Regions from separate parts of the Mus musculus genome. Here region 2 is linked to region 1. Evidence: chromatin contacts called from public Micro-C data. All regions are on one chromosome and are shown on one strand. Each heading gives the region's core, a stretch centred on a gene start, on an enhancer-like site or on the middle of the called end of the contact. The rest is flanking DNA. Distances are from core to core; before and after follow the strand shown.

Region 1 (6,424 bases), core at 3,371-5,870:
ATGTGTCTCCACTGTTCTCTGGCTGCGTTCTTCCCTCTGATACAGGATGCTCTGGCCTCATCTTCTGTACTTCCCTACCCGGCTTAGGCTTAGAATCAGGTACTTCTCCGGAGAGCCCTGGTTCTGCTGAGTAAACAATGTGATATCTTGAGACAGGATCTTCCTTGGTTTGTATTTTGGGGTCTCCTGCCTCTGTCTATAAATGCTAGGATTATAGATAGGTACCACAAGGTCTACAGGGAGTGGGGATTTAGAACTCGATCTGAGCCCTGGGTGGTGTGCTGGTGCATACCTGTAATCCCACCACTGGGAGAATGGAGACAGGAAAATGTGGATGAACTCCTCTAAGTTGACTCCATCTTTAAAAAAAAAAAGGCCAGTCATGGTGAGTAGCGCATACCTTTAATCCCAGCACCTAAAGGCAGAGATAAGACAGTCCACATATTGAGTTGTGAGTTTCAGGCCAGCCAGGGCTAAAGAAGGGGTGAGGAAGAGGAGGAGGAGGAGGAGAAAAGGTAGATGGCCGGTGAGCTCATAGGTTTTGATTTGAGGCCCTCTCAGAAGACATTTCTTTCATACACCAATAGATAAATGAGTTATAAAACATATGGAAAATAATATAGAGTGATTATAGACTCATAATAGAAATAATAAGAAATATACAGTGATTAGATAGACTCCAGTTCCAATCAATGAAACAGAAGTTACTGTATTTTTCTCCTCTCTTCTATTTTCTCATGTATCTACACTAAAGATGAGTACTGACACGTTTGCTCTTTATTTTTGTAAAACATAACAGTATTAGGGTAAAATACAACCTTCAGAAAAATCTGAGATTTATTGTTATTTTTATTTTAATGTGAGTGTAGATGTACCATATGTGTGCCTGATACCCTTGGAAGCCGGAAGAGGCCATCGAATGCCTTAGATTTGGAGTCACGGGTCATTGTGAGCCACTCTGTAAGTCCTGGGAACTGAACGCTGGTCCTCTGGAAGATCAGTAGGTGCTCTTAACCACTGAGCCATTTCTTCAGCCCCTTCCCATTGGTAAACTTTCAAACCACCAAAAGTAAAGAAAGGAAAGTCACCAACCATCTCAGCCACAGCAGCCACAATGGCACAGTCCTGTAATCCTGGCATGCAGAAGGGTGAAGCAGCGGGATACAGACTCCAGGATAGCCAGGGCTCCCAAGCAGGAATCCATCTGACAGAACAAAACAAAACAACAACAACAAAAACATAAAAAAGGGCTGGAGAGATGGCTCAGCGGTTAAGAGCACTGACTGCTCTTCCAGAGGTCCTGAGTTCAAATCCCAGCCACCACTTGGTGGCTCACAACCATCCGTAATGGGATCTGATCCCCTCTTCTGGTGTGTCTGAAAACAGCTATAATGTATTTACATACATAAAATAAGTAAATAAATCTTAAAAATAAATAAATAAAAACAACCCAAGCTTTCCTAGAGTATATTCAGCCTTTTAAGTAATTGATGTATTTATTACTGGGTGTTGTGGGTGATTATGTGCCAGCCCACACCTATGAAGTGGACACCAGAGAGCCACTTACAGGACTCAGGGCTCCCCTTCTGGCATACAGGTCCCAGAGATGAACCTCAGGTCGCTGGACTTCGTGGCAGTTGCACTAGCCCCTCAGCTTTTTTCTCTCTGTATAAGATTCTTCATTTTAGTCACTTGAAATCACCCAGTCAATGCAATTTTGCAGCCTGGTCTTTTTCATTAGAATTTGCAGAGGTAGGCAAATTACAACCCACAGGCCAGAGTTGGCTCTCTGCCCCATATTGTGTTCTTGTAACCTCAAATTGGTTTTTAAACTTTAAACGGCTGAAACAAATCGAAAGAGCAGTAATACTTTCAGACGTGTGAAAAACGACATCAAATTCCGACGTTAAGTCTCCGTAAGTGGTCAGCACTCCTGCGTTTGCTTATCTATTATCAAGGAGGCTAAATTGCCTTGAGAAGTCCAAAATTCTATTTATCTTTTACAGAAAAAAGTTTGCTAGCTTTGCAATATTACATTGTCATCGTGTGTGTGTGTGTGTGTGTGTGTGTGTGTGGTGTGTGTGTGTGTGTGTGTTTGTGTGTTGATGGTCTTGTGTGGCAGGCAGAGAAGTTAACTTCAGATACCATTCCCCAGAAGCGATCCACCTTCATTGTTTTGTCTTAAAATACATTATTTATTCTTCAAGCATTTCATATATATATCTGATTTGTCTTCCAGATCTCGCTCTTCATGTCTCCCTCCCAACTTCACATCATTATCATCACCGTCATCACCTTCATCACCGTCATCATCATCATCATCATTTGAGCTCATTGACACTACCTTTTTTTTTTTTGGTTGTTGTTTTGTTTTTTTCAAGATAGGGTTTCTCGGGCTGGTGAGATGGCTCAGTGGGTAAGAGACTGCTCTTCTGTTTTGTTTGTTTGTTTGTTTGTTTTTTTGAGACAGGGTTTCTCTGTGTAGCCCTGGCTGTCCTGGAACTCACTCTGTAGACCAGGCTGGCCTCAAACTCAGAAATCCGTCTGCCTCTGCCTCCCAAGTGCTAGGATTAAAGGCATGCGCCACCACGCCCGGCGAGACTGCTCTTCTGAAGGTCCGGAGTTCAAATCCCAGCAACCACATGGTGGCTCACAACCATCCGTAACGAGATCTGACTCCCTCTTCTGGAGTGTCTGAAGACAGCTACATATATGTACTTACATATAATAAATAAATAAATCTTAAAAAAAAAGAAATACTATTAAAGAAAATAAGATAGGGTTTCTCCATGTAGTCCTGGCTATTCTGTAACTTGCTCTGTAGATCAAGCTGGCCTCAGACTCACAGAGATCCACCTGCCTCTAGGTTTAAAGGAGAGAACCACCAGCTCCCGGCTTTACCTTTGTCTCTTGAGACAGAGTCTCCTGGGGCCTGCAGCTCACCAAGTAGACTAGGCTATGCCCAGGAAGCCCCAGGACTCCTTTGACACCAGGCTGGAGTCTGGGATCCAGTTCAGCCCCTGAAGCTTTCACTGCAAGTACTTTCCAGTCTGAGCTATCTTCCCAGCCGGTCACAGCTTTAAACTGACTGCTCAATCCATGTCTGAAAATGTCATGGGATACGAAGATTGAACACCTACATGCTTTGCCCTCAGGAGGCTAAGGCAGGAAAATTGCTTGGAGTTTGGAGCCAATCTGGACTACGCAGAAAGTTCCAAGACCTCCTCTCAAAGGAAGCAACAACAGCCAGAAATGCTATGAAGTGCTCATCAGAGGCCACTTATTAATGAATTTCTTCCAAATGATTCAAAAGGGGAAGGGAAGAGGAAAAAATAAAGGTTTCCAGATGTGCCTGACTTTAGGTATCCCCTGAAATTATTACCAACCAGTGGAAAATACACCTTTTCATTAGTCATTTAAAGGAAACAGGAAATTGTGGTGCCGTGTTTGCCTACTGTTTACAGAGTTCTCATTGCATGTATGTATGTACACATACACATATGCACACATGCACACACGCCCACACACACACATGCCCCTCCATGCACACAAACGCACACTTATGTGTGCACATGCGCGCACACACACACATGCATACACACACACTGGTCTACTGAGCAATTTCCAGGGCCACTCAGAGAAACCCCATCTGTGGGCCAGGGGGTAGGGACCGGTCAGGGTGAGGAGGTGGAAGGCTTAAGGCCACCACCGGCCTTTAGTTTGTTGGCAGGCTAGCCATGGTAGTAAGACTGCATGTACCTCAGGGGTGGGGGTGGGGGTCAGGGATGGAGACATGACTCCATACCATCATGAGGACTGAGTTTGACTCCCCAGGACTCACTTAGAAGGTGAATTCTGAGATTATCTGTAATCCTGGGGCTGGGGTGGGAATGGATGGCTCTCTGGAGCTCACTGGCTATTAACGGAGCTCCAAGTTCAGTAAAAGCTACTATTCAAAAAATAAGGTGTGTGTGTGTGTGTGTGTGTGTGTGTGTGTGTGTGTGGTGGGTAGGAGAGAGAGAGAACTCACTGCACTGCTGCTCTTCTAGAGGACCTGCGTTGAATTCCCAGCACCCACGTGGTGGCTCACAACCATCTGTAACTACAGTCCCAGGGGATCCAACACCCTCTTTTGGTGTCCAAAGGCATCAATACACAGAGAAAACAGTCATACATATAAATAAATAAAATTAACTTTTTTAAAAGGTAGAAAGCAACTGAACAAGACACCGGAAGTCAACCTCTGGCCTCGGGAAATCCCAGAGATCCGCTTGCCTCTGTCTCAGGAGTGCTTGGACTACAGGCCTGTGCCAACACCGCCTGGCTAAGAAAGCAGGTTTTGGGATCATTAAAGTATTTTGGGAGAAGCTGGGCGTGGTGGAGCACACCTTTAATCCCAGCACTCGGGAGGCAGAGGCAGGCAGATTTCTGAGTTCGAGGCCAGCCTGGTCTACAAAATGAGTTCCAGGACAGCCAGGGCTACACAGAGAAACCCTGTCTTGAAAAACAAAACAAACAAACAAGCCCAAAAAACAAGACTAAGAGCCCCTAACAATAGCACATTTGCATAGCGAGTTCCAGCAATGGTCAGGGTGGGTCCGGGTGACTTTCTTTGAATGAACACTCCTTGCACCCAGGAAGCAAGTGGGTGGAGGAATGTCACTATGTTTTATGATTAGCATACCTTGGAGCATTGAGTCACAGAGGTCACATTCTCAAGCCTGGGCCTAAAGGCCTAGAATTTTGCTTTTAGGTTATACTTTTTCAACTTGATTGCTCAGGCCGTTCTCAAACTCTTTGTTCAAGCGATCTATCCCTCTGCCGTAGCCTCCTGAGTACAGGGGATTTACAGGTAAGGGGACCATACCCAAAACACTGCCGCTTGATCCTAAATGGGGTTTGCTCAATAGTTGGCTGTATGAGGGATGCTGGGGCACAGCAGGCGAGCGCTGCCACGGTAGTTTTATATTGCTTATCAAGGGCGCTAACACAGAACACAGCACAATCTGAGTACTTGCACTCAACACTAAATCAGCTAAGCATGCTGCCTGAACGAACCCAATCAAACCTGACCCAGGGATGGAGCTTGTAAAGTCTAGAGAAACAAAAGCTTAGCACATTTCCTCGACCCTACCAGCCAAGCTTTCGGCAAAGTCTTGTCAGCGGCCGATTAATAAAGTTTTCTGCATAGTGTCTGGGCTACCGTTACTCTGTGATGGTGACTTATAGTAGACAGTTATTGGCTCTACAATAAGAGAATGTTAGGCTGTAATGTCCACAGCCTCTCAACGTGGAACGGTGCTCCAGACCAAAGGTTAAACTAATGCTTTAAAAAAAGTTCTCACCGGGCAGTGGTGGCGCATGCCTTTAATCCCAGCACTTGGGAGGCAGAGGCAGGCGGATTTCTGAGTTCAAGGCCAGCCTGGTCTACAGAGTGAGTTCCAGGACAGCCAGGACTACACAGGGAAACCCTGTCTCAAAGAAAACGGGGGGAAAAATAAAGTTCTCACTATGTAGCCCTGGCTAGCCTAGAATTCACTTTCTAAAGCAGGCTGGTCTTGAATTCACAGAGCTTTGCCTGTTTCTGCCTCTCCCATCCTGGAATTAAAGCTAGTGCCACCACTCCTGACTTTTCTTTCTTGATTTATTTACTTATTTGTTTGTGCTTGGGGAACAGTGCTCACACCACAGCAAACTTGAAAAAGTCAGAGCACACACTGTGGAAAACAGTCCTTTTCTTCCACTACGTGGGTCCTGGGAATGCTGACTGCTTTTATGTCGACCTGACACAATCTAGAATCATCAGAGAGGAGGGAGCCTCAGTTGAGAAAATGCCTCCGTAAGATTGTAGGGACCCTTATAAGGTGTGGGACATTTTTCCCAAGTGACATAAGAAGGAGGGCCCAGCCTATTGTGGGTGGGGCTATCACGAACTGGTAGGCCTGGGTCCTATAAGAAAGCAATGTGAACATTTTTGTTGATGTTGTTGTTTTGTTTTTCAAGACAGGGGTTCTCTGTAGCTCTGGTTGTCCTGGAACTCACTCTGTAGACCATGCTGACCTTGAACTCAGACTTCCTCCTGCCTCTGCCTCCTGAGTGCTAGGATTAAAGCCTGGGCCACCATTCCCTGGCTCTAAAATTTTATTATTAAATGAGATTGTCAGGATGGTGCAGCAGCTAAAGGTATTTGCCTGATGACCTGGGTTCCATCCCAGGCCAGCAAGAAACTGTTTTTCAAAGGTCAGACTTAGATGCTGGGCATGGTGGCACAAACCTTAGCCCCAGCACTCAGGCGGCAGAGGTGGGTAGATCTCTGTGAGTTGGAGGCCATCTTAGTCTCCAGAGTGAGACTTCGTCTCAAAAAGCAAACATTAAAGTGGGGGCTGGAGAGAAAGCTCAGCTGTTAAGAACACTGATTGCTCTG
Region 2 (6,140 bases), core at 1,773-4,272, 3.2 Mb before region 1:
TAAACCTTCAAAAGCTAGAATAGGGCGTCAGATCCCCAGGAACTGGAGCTGAAAACACATGACATGGGTGCTAGAAACTGAACTCGGGTCCTCACCCCACGCCCCTCGGGTCCTCTTCAAAACCAGAATATACTCCTAACCACTGACTCCTGGTTTTGTTTTGGAGGGTTGTTTTTTGTTTTAACATTTTTAAAAAGATTTATTTTATTTATTTATTTATTTATTTATTTACTATATGTAAGTACACTGTTGCTGTCTTCAGACACTCCAGAAGAGGGAGTCAGATCTCATTACAGATGGTTGTGAGCCACCTTGTGGTTGCTGGGATTTGAACTCCGGACCTTCGGAAGAGCTGTTGGGTGCTCTTACCCACTGAGCCATCTCACCAACCCTTTTTTTTTTAAACATTTATTTATTATTATATCTAAGTACACTGTAGCTGTCTTCAGATGCACCAGAAGAGGACGTCAGATCTCATTACGGATGGTTGTGAGCCACCATGTGGTTGCTGGGATTTGAACTCAGGACCTTCGGAAGAACGGTGCTCTTAACCACTGAGCCATCTCTCCAGCCCGTTTTTTGTTTGTTTGTCTTTTAAATAGGGCCTCATGGAGCTCAGCAGCCTCTTCACTGCTATCCAGCTGAGGATTACCTGGACCTCCTGACCCTTCTTGCTCCTGAGACTACAGGTGGGTGGGCCCCCATCCACGCTGCATGCTGTATGATGTGTGTTAAAGTTGTGTCTGTTCATGTGTAAAGATCTGAGGACTGTGGGGATGTGGTGTGTGTCTGTGTGTGTGTGTTTATTTGTGTGTGTGTGTATTTGTGTGTGTGTGTGTGTGTGTGTGTGTTTAAGTTAGACGTAGCTCTGAAGACCCAGGCAAAGCCTGAGTGGTTCTTTAGGTCAGTCAGACAAACAGTTACACCTGAATCCCTGGTCCAAGAGGTGATGGAGCTGCAGGGGACGGAAGCCGCTGAGAGCTTGCTTCTTTGAGGGTGTGTTTCCTTGGTGGTTGCTCGCATGGAGTTCGGGAAGCAGGGAACAGAGTGAGGGAGGAGTAGGCAGGAGTCAGGCCCAGACCAAAGTGTGTGATTCACCTCCTTCTGCCCTCCCGTCCCTGTTTGATCCATGCTGACATTAGAATGAATAACTAGAGGAAACTTGCTTGCGGCCTCTGTTGAACTGTAGGGCACCTGAGGCCAGGAAGTTCCTGGGCGGAGCCCCAACCCCAAGGTCCCCCAAAATACTCACACCCAACCAGGACTCTACCCATTTCAGCCAACAAGGGGCCCATCTGAAGCCAAGCCCCTCTGGGAGGAAGGGCTGGGCGTGGGGGAAGCAGAAAATTCAAGAATTAGGCTCCTTGTCTGAGGGGGAGAAGGAAGATCCCAGCATTGTCCCTAGGAGCCCAAACTTCAACAAGACCGTCCCAAATCCAGTTAAGACTGACAGAAAAGACTCAAAGCTGATAGACACCTGTCTGAGGGGATGCACTGAGGACCACAGATGTCCAAAGGCACTCCAAGTAAGGGAGACTGATAACCTTGCCTCTGGGGATGCCCAGTCTGTTGGGAGATAATTCTGCCTTCGGAAGCTATCTCAGCTGAGAGGGAGGTAGGCAACCTCTGAGGAGTTTTTTGTCTGATGATGGAAGCCAAAGACAAGGATTTAGGGCTTGGCTGGAGCTCCAGTTTCTACACTGTCCCTCTCCTCCCACCTCCTCACCAGGATACCAACTAGACTACCAAAGCGGTGACCCGTTGCCTACACCAGTTGCAAGTTGCCTTTAAAGGTACAAGGGCGACGCCAGGCGTGGTGGCGCATGCCTTTAATCCCAGCATTCAGGAGGCAGAGGCAGGCGGATTTCTGAGTTCGAGGCCAGTCTGGTCTACAAAGTGAGTTCCAGGACAGTCAGGGCTACACAGAGAAACCCTGTCTCGAAAAGGAAAAAAAAAAAAAGCACAATGGCTACTTCACAAGAGGAAGTTGAGGCTTCAGGATGATGTCATTACTGACTCAAATGCCAAACTTCTCACCCTACCTACCCCACTGGCTCCCTCCACTTTACCTGGACCCAGGGAGCCCTCATTAGCTGTTGGCTGTGCCATGGAATGTGTGGGGTGGTGGCTTTGACTCATGGGACCATAGGAAAAGGAGTGGAGTAGCTCTTTTAGCAACCTTCCAGTGAGGGAAGACTCCCTCACTGTTGCTCGGAACTCCCCTTTCCCACCCTGGGGGACAAGGGGCTGCCCTAGGTAGAGGTCAGACTTGGCTGTGAGACCTCAACTCAGTGCCCAAGTCACCCTCTCTAGCTGGATCACCACAGAGAAAGCTGTTCTAAGCAATGTTATGCACTGGGTGAGGTTCACTGCTGTTCTTCCAGGCCAGTCCATGGCCAAAATGTGGCCAGAAGGAAATGGGACTATTCCTTCTAGAAAATACGATGTCCTCACTGGTACCCACATAGCTGAAGGTGACAAGGAACTCCTGATTCTAGCTCCCTGTGCCCATGCTCCAGGCAAAGCAGAGTATTCCTGGGTATGACCTCACCACCAACCATCTGGGGGGACTTCTCCTGACTTAGTGTCTTCCCCTCACGTCCTCCCCAGCTAGGCCAGCCACTGTTCACTGCTCCTGACTCCTCCTCCCATTGAGAACTGGAGGTGCCCAGCCCACAGGAGCAAGGCTTACTGTTTGTTCTCCATTGCTGCCTCTGTTCACTAGAGATGTCCTCAGACACATTCGCAGGACAAGCACATCCGGGGAACCGGCTTCCTGGACCTTTCACTTAGCAGTTGTAAGGTGTGGTGTCAACACACAAGCTTCCTGCAACTGAGAAGACATACCCTCCTGGAATAAACAGCAGCAGGGCAGCCACTCCCTGGTGTCTCGGAGACTGTGACTACCAGACGTAGGGGAACAAGCACTGTATTTTATCATGCAACTGGATCTGTACAACCCTTACTGAACACCACACTCTCCAGGAAGCACTTGCTGGCTGCCAAGGACAGAAACAAGGGCGTCCAGAATAGCGGGTTCACGAGTCCTCCTCAGCCTCTGCACCTCAGCTGTGAGGCATACAGTGGAGGTCCCCAACTATCTGACTTCCAATCAGCCTGTTTGTGGATGGAGTAAGCTAATTGCTGTGGCTTATTGCTGGCACAGCCTTCTGAGAAGCAACAGGGGCTTGCAGGTGGCTGAACGGAATCACCTCAAGTCCTGTAAATGCCTTTATCCTGTAGGAGGAGCCACTTTGCCAGCCTGGAAAGCTCCGGGAACCGCTCCCTGCCCAGGATACTTCATCAGCTCAAAACACATAGTTCTGCAGTGACCAGAAACTTCCCGCCCTCTGCCTTGCTTTGGGGTTAGGAGTTACTGTAGCTCAAGTGGTTTGGACACGCCCCAGCTGTACCTGGAAGAGTGGTGAACTCAAGCTCCAGCCTCCACCCACAAGGAACAAACTGAAGGTGTGTGCACCCTGCCTTCTGTAGCCATCCCACCTGAACACATCTACAGGCAACACAGAATGCCCTCAGTCACTCACGAGTCACTGTTCTACACCCACCAGGCCCCTCCAACAGGCTGAGCATACCCAGTAAGCCGGATACACATCACATTTCACCCTCAGTGTGCAGCCTCTTACTTAACAGATAAGACATTGACAACACCCATGGCGTTGGTGGCCGCATTAGATCTGTGGTGATTTCCTACAGTGAAATCAATGTTTCCAAATTGTTGATAATGCTGTTAGGATGGAACCCGGGGGCTCCTACACAGCCTTCGGCCTCTGCCATACTTGATATTCCTGTACTTTGCTTTGTGAGTACTGAACCTAGAACTTCACACATGCTAGCAAGCATTCCATCAGAGTATGTCCCCGGCCCTGTGTTCCCATTTTGTAGGTAGACAAGCTAAGGTTTAACAAATTAGTGTAGGGAGCTATGTGCGTCCAGCTGCAAGACACTTGCCTGTCCTTGGAGTCACACCCGAGGAGGAGACCATCAAAGGCTTGGGTATAAAAATTTATTATACGTAAAAGAATATTACCACTAATAAATGCAGACAAGCAAGGACACAACGGGACTGGCTGGAAGATGAATTCTTTGGAAAGTGAACAGGTTTAAGTGGCTGGGAGCCTCGTGCCAAACACCACAGGGCATGAGGGCAACAAGTGACTGCCGTGTGAATCCACAATACCTCTCCTATTGGAGCAAGGGCCTCAAGGATGGCTTCCCAAGGTGGCCCAGGCTGATCTGGAGTCGGGGCAACACCACTGTAAGCAAGACATTTAATTGGAAAAATTCCACAAACTATACATGACCCTTGAGCCACACAATTCAAATATAAAACATTAAGTTAGAGGCGTGGGAAAAGAAGGCGGCATGGGTCCGAAGCTCCTTCAATCCTGGTGGATCCGTGGGGAAAGGACGGGGATGGTGAAACCAAGCCCCTCCTCTCAATGTACAAAGGATTACTCTGATTGATATTAAATTGTATTGACAACAAAATAGACTAAAAAGCAATCGCTACTCTCTGGTGGGGTGGAGGTGGAGAGAGAATGAGTCCGTGAAGCAGGAGGAGCAGCGGGGAGGCTCTGGTCCTGCTGCTCACTCCCGCTGCTCCATCTTGACTTTCGGTGGCCGCAGGAAGGTCCGATTCTTCTTCTCCTTCTTCCCCTTTGTATTTGCCTGGAAATTTCGCCAACTGTCCACTCGACCATCCCGACTTTCCTGAAAGAAAGGTCATTAAGAGTCATTAAGGATCAAGGTAAGGTCATTAATGAGCAAAGGGACCGAGCCTGTCCTGCCACCAACGTCCTCCCATACCAATCCTGATGAGCCCTCTGGGACAGTCCAAGAGCAGAGAGAGCCGAGCCGAGCCTTCTCCCTTCTCTAAGGACCCAGGGAAGTTTCCCAGCATCCTCTCAAAGCATCTTGGAAGAGGATGAGATGGGTGAAGACAACACTGTGAAGCTCTGGGCAGTGTTCTGGGCATCGCTTTCCGTGCTGCTGAACTGCACCTCCAGAACTAGCTTCACGCCGGCCGCCTTTTGTTGAATGTTTTTAAGACAGCATTTCACTATGTAGCCCTAACTGGAGCTTACTATGTAAACCAAGCTGGCCCTGAACTCTGAGATTTGCCTCCGGCTGCCTTCCAACTGCTGGGACAAAACATGTGCCCCACCATGCCTGGTCCCTAGCTTGTCTCTTCTAACCTTTACAGAAAGCTGGCTACAGTGTGCCTTGGACAGGACTGTGCAGCAATGAGGAGCTGACTAGTTCTGAACCACAGAGCTGGCTGGGAGCACAGCCATTTTTTCTTCACCTTGTTCCTGTTGCCCCTCTGACAACTGAGGGGATGTCCCCAAACCAGCTCTTCTCTGGCCACAAAGAACTACCTCATTATCACATGGGCTACTCACTTTCCCTTTCCAAAAGGCTGGGCAGAAACAGAGCCAAAAATTACAGTTAACCAAGCTCTACCCTAAATTCTAACTCCTATAAAAGACCAGATGCAATCCACGACTGGGTTGGACACTTGAAGAGCAATGAACCCAGTTCAGAAGCTACAAGGTGGGCTGGTGTGGTGGCTCATACCTATAATCCCAGCACGGGAGTGGCTGAGGGAAGCAGACCATCAGGGGTTCAAGGACAGACTAAGCTGCGTAGTGACTTCAAGATACCTTGGGCTATAAGGTGAGACTGTCTTAAAACCAAAAAACAAAATGTCAGAAGGCTCTGCAGAAACTGGGTCAGATGAGCCTGACCCCAGTGGTCTGTGTGTCTTTAACTCTGTGGCCTCAGCCCCAGTGTGTGGGAGGCTGACGGGGGAAGATGAGGGGGTCCATGTTCAAGCCAGACTGAAAACTTAGCTCCACTCTCACCTCCCGCCTGCTTTCACAAACTGATCTCAAAGCTAAGCGGGGTGCTTCATGTTACCCTGAAGTCACCTGTGTTAGGCCCATTAGGTAGCTGTGTCTGTCAGTGCCCATGTCGGGGAAAGCTATAAAGGCGAAGCAGCCGACTGCTTCTCCAGTGCCCACTTTCACCCACACACCTACTTCCCTGCCTGCCCCAGGCATCAAGCTTCCTTAGTCTAGAATGACCCACCTCAGCTCCTCGCCTCAGACACTCACCTC

Evidence for each region. A called contact is a pair of places that touch in the nucleus more often than the background predicts.
Region 2: a Micro-C map of embryonic stem cells shows a contact between it and region 1, with 38 times the contacts expected there. The contact joins two enhancer-like sites. A contact is called at or near these places in 5 of 484 Hi-C or Micro-C datasets (the G1E-ER4 cell line and embryonic stem cells).

Annotation. Positions count from the first base shown.
Region 1 is chr4:129,399,492-129,405,915 of GRCm38.p6, reverse strand. No RefSeq gene overlaps it. Among named protein-coding and RNA genes, the nearest start is that of C330020E22Rik, 20 kb to the right of the region's middle. Within about 2 kb of position 4,620, at least 8 of the 459 cell types and tissues checked have an H3K27ac peak or open chromatin away from gene starts, as enhancers often do. A contact at or near this core is called in embryonic stem cells, where this site is marked.
Region 2 is chr4:132,551,608-132,557,747 of GRCm38.p6, reverse strand. Dnajc8 (DnaJ heat shock protein family (Hsp40) member C8) reads right to left here. Exons shown (of 9, transcript NM_172400.3): 8 at 6,138-6,140; 9 at 4,006-4,731. The coding sequence ends at 4,609. Among named protein-coding and RNA genes, the nearest start is that of Gm24762, 7.5 kb to the right of the region's middle. Within about 2 kb of position 3,022, at least 67 of the 459 cell types and tissues checked have an H3K27ac peak or open chromatin away from gene starts, as enhancers often do. A contact at or near this core is called in embryonic stem cells, where this site is marked.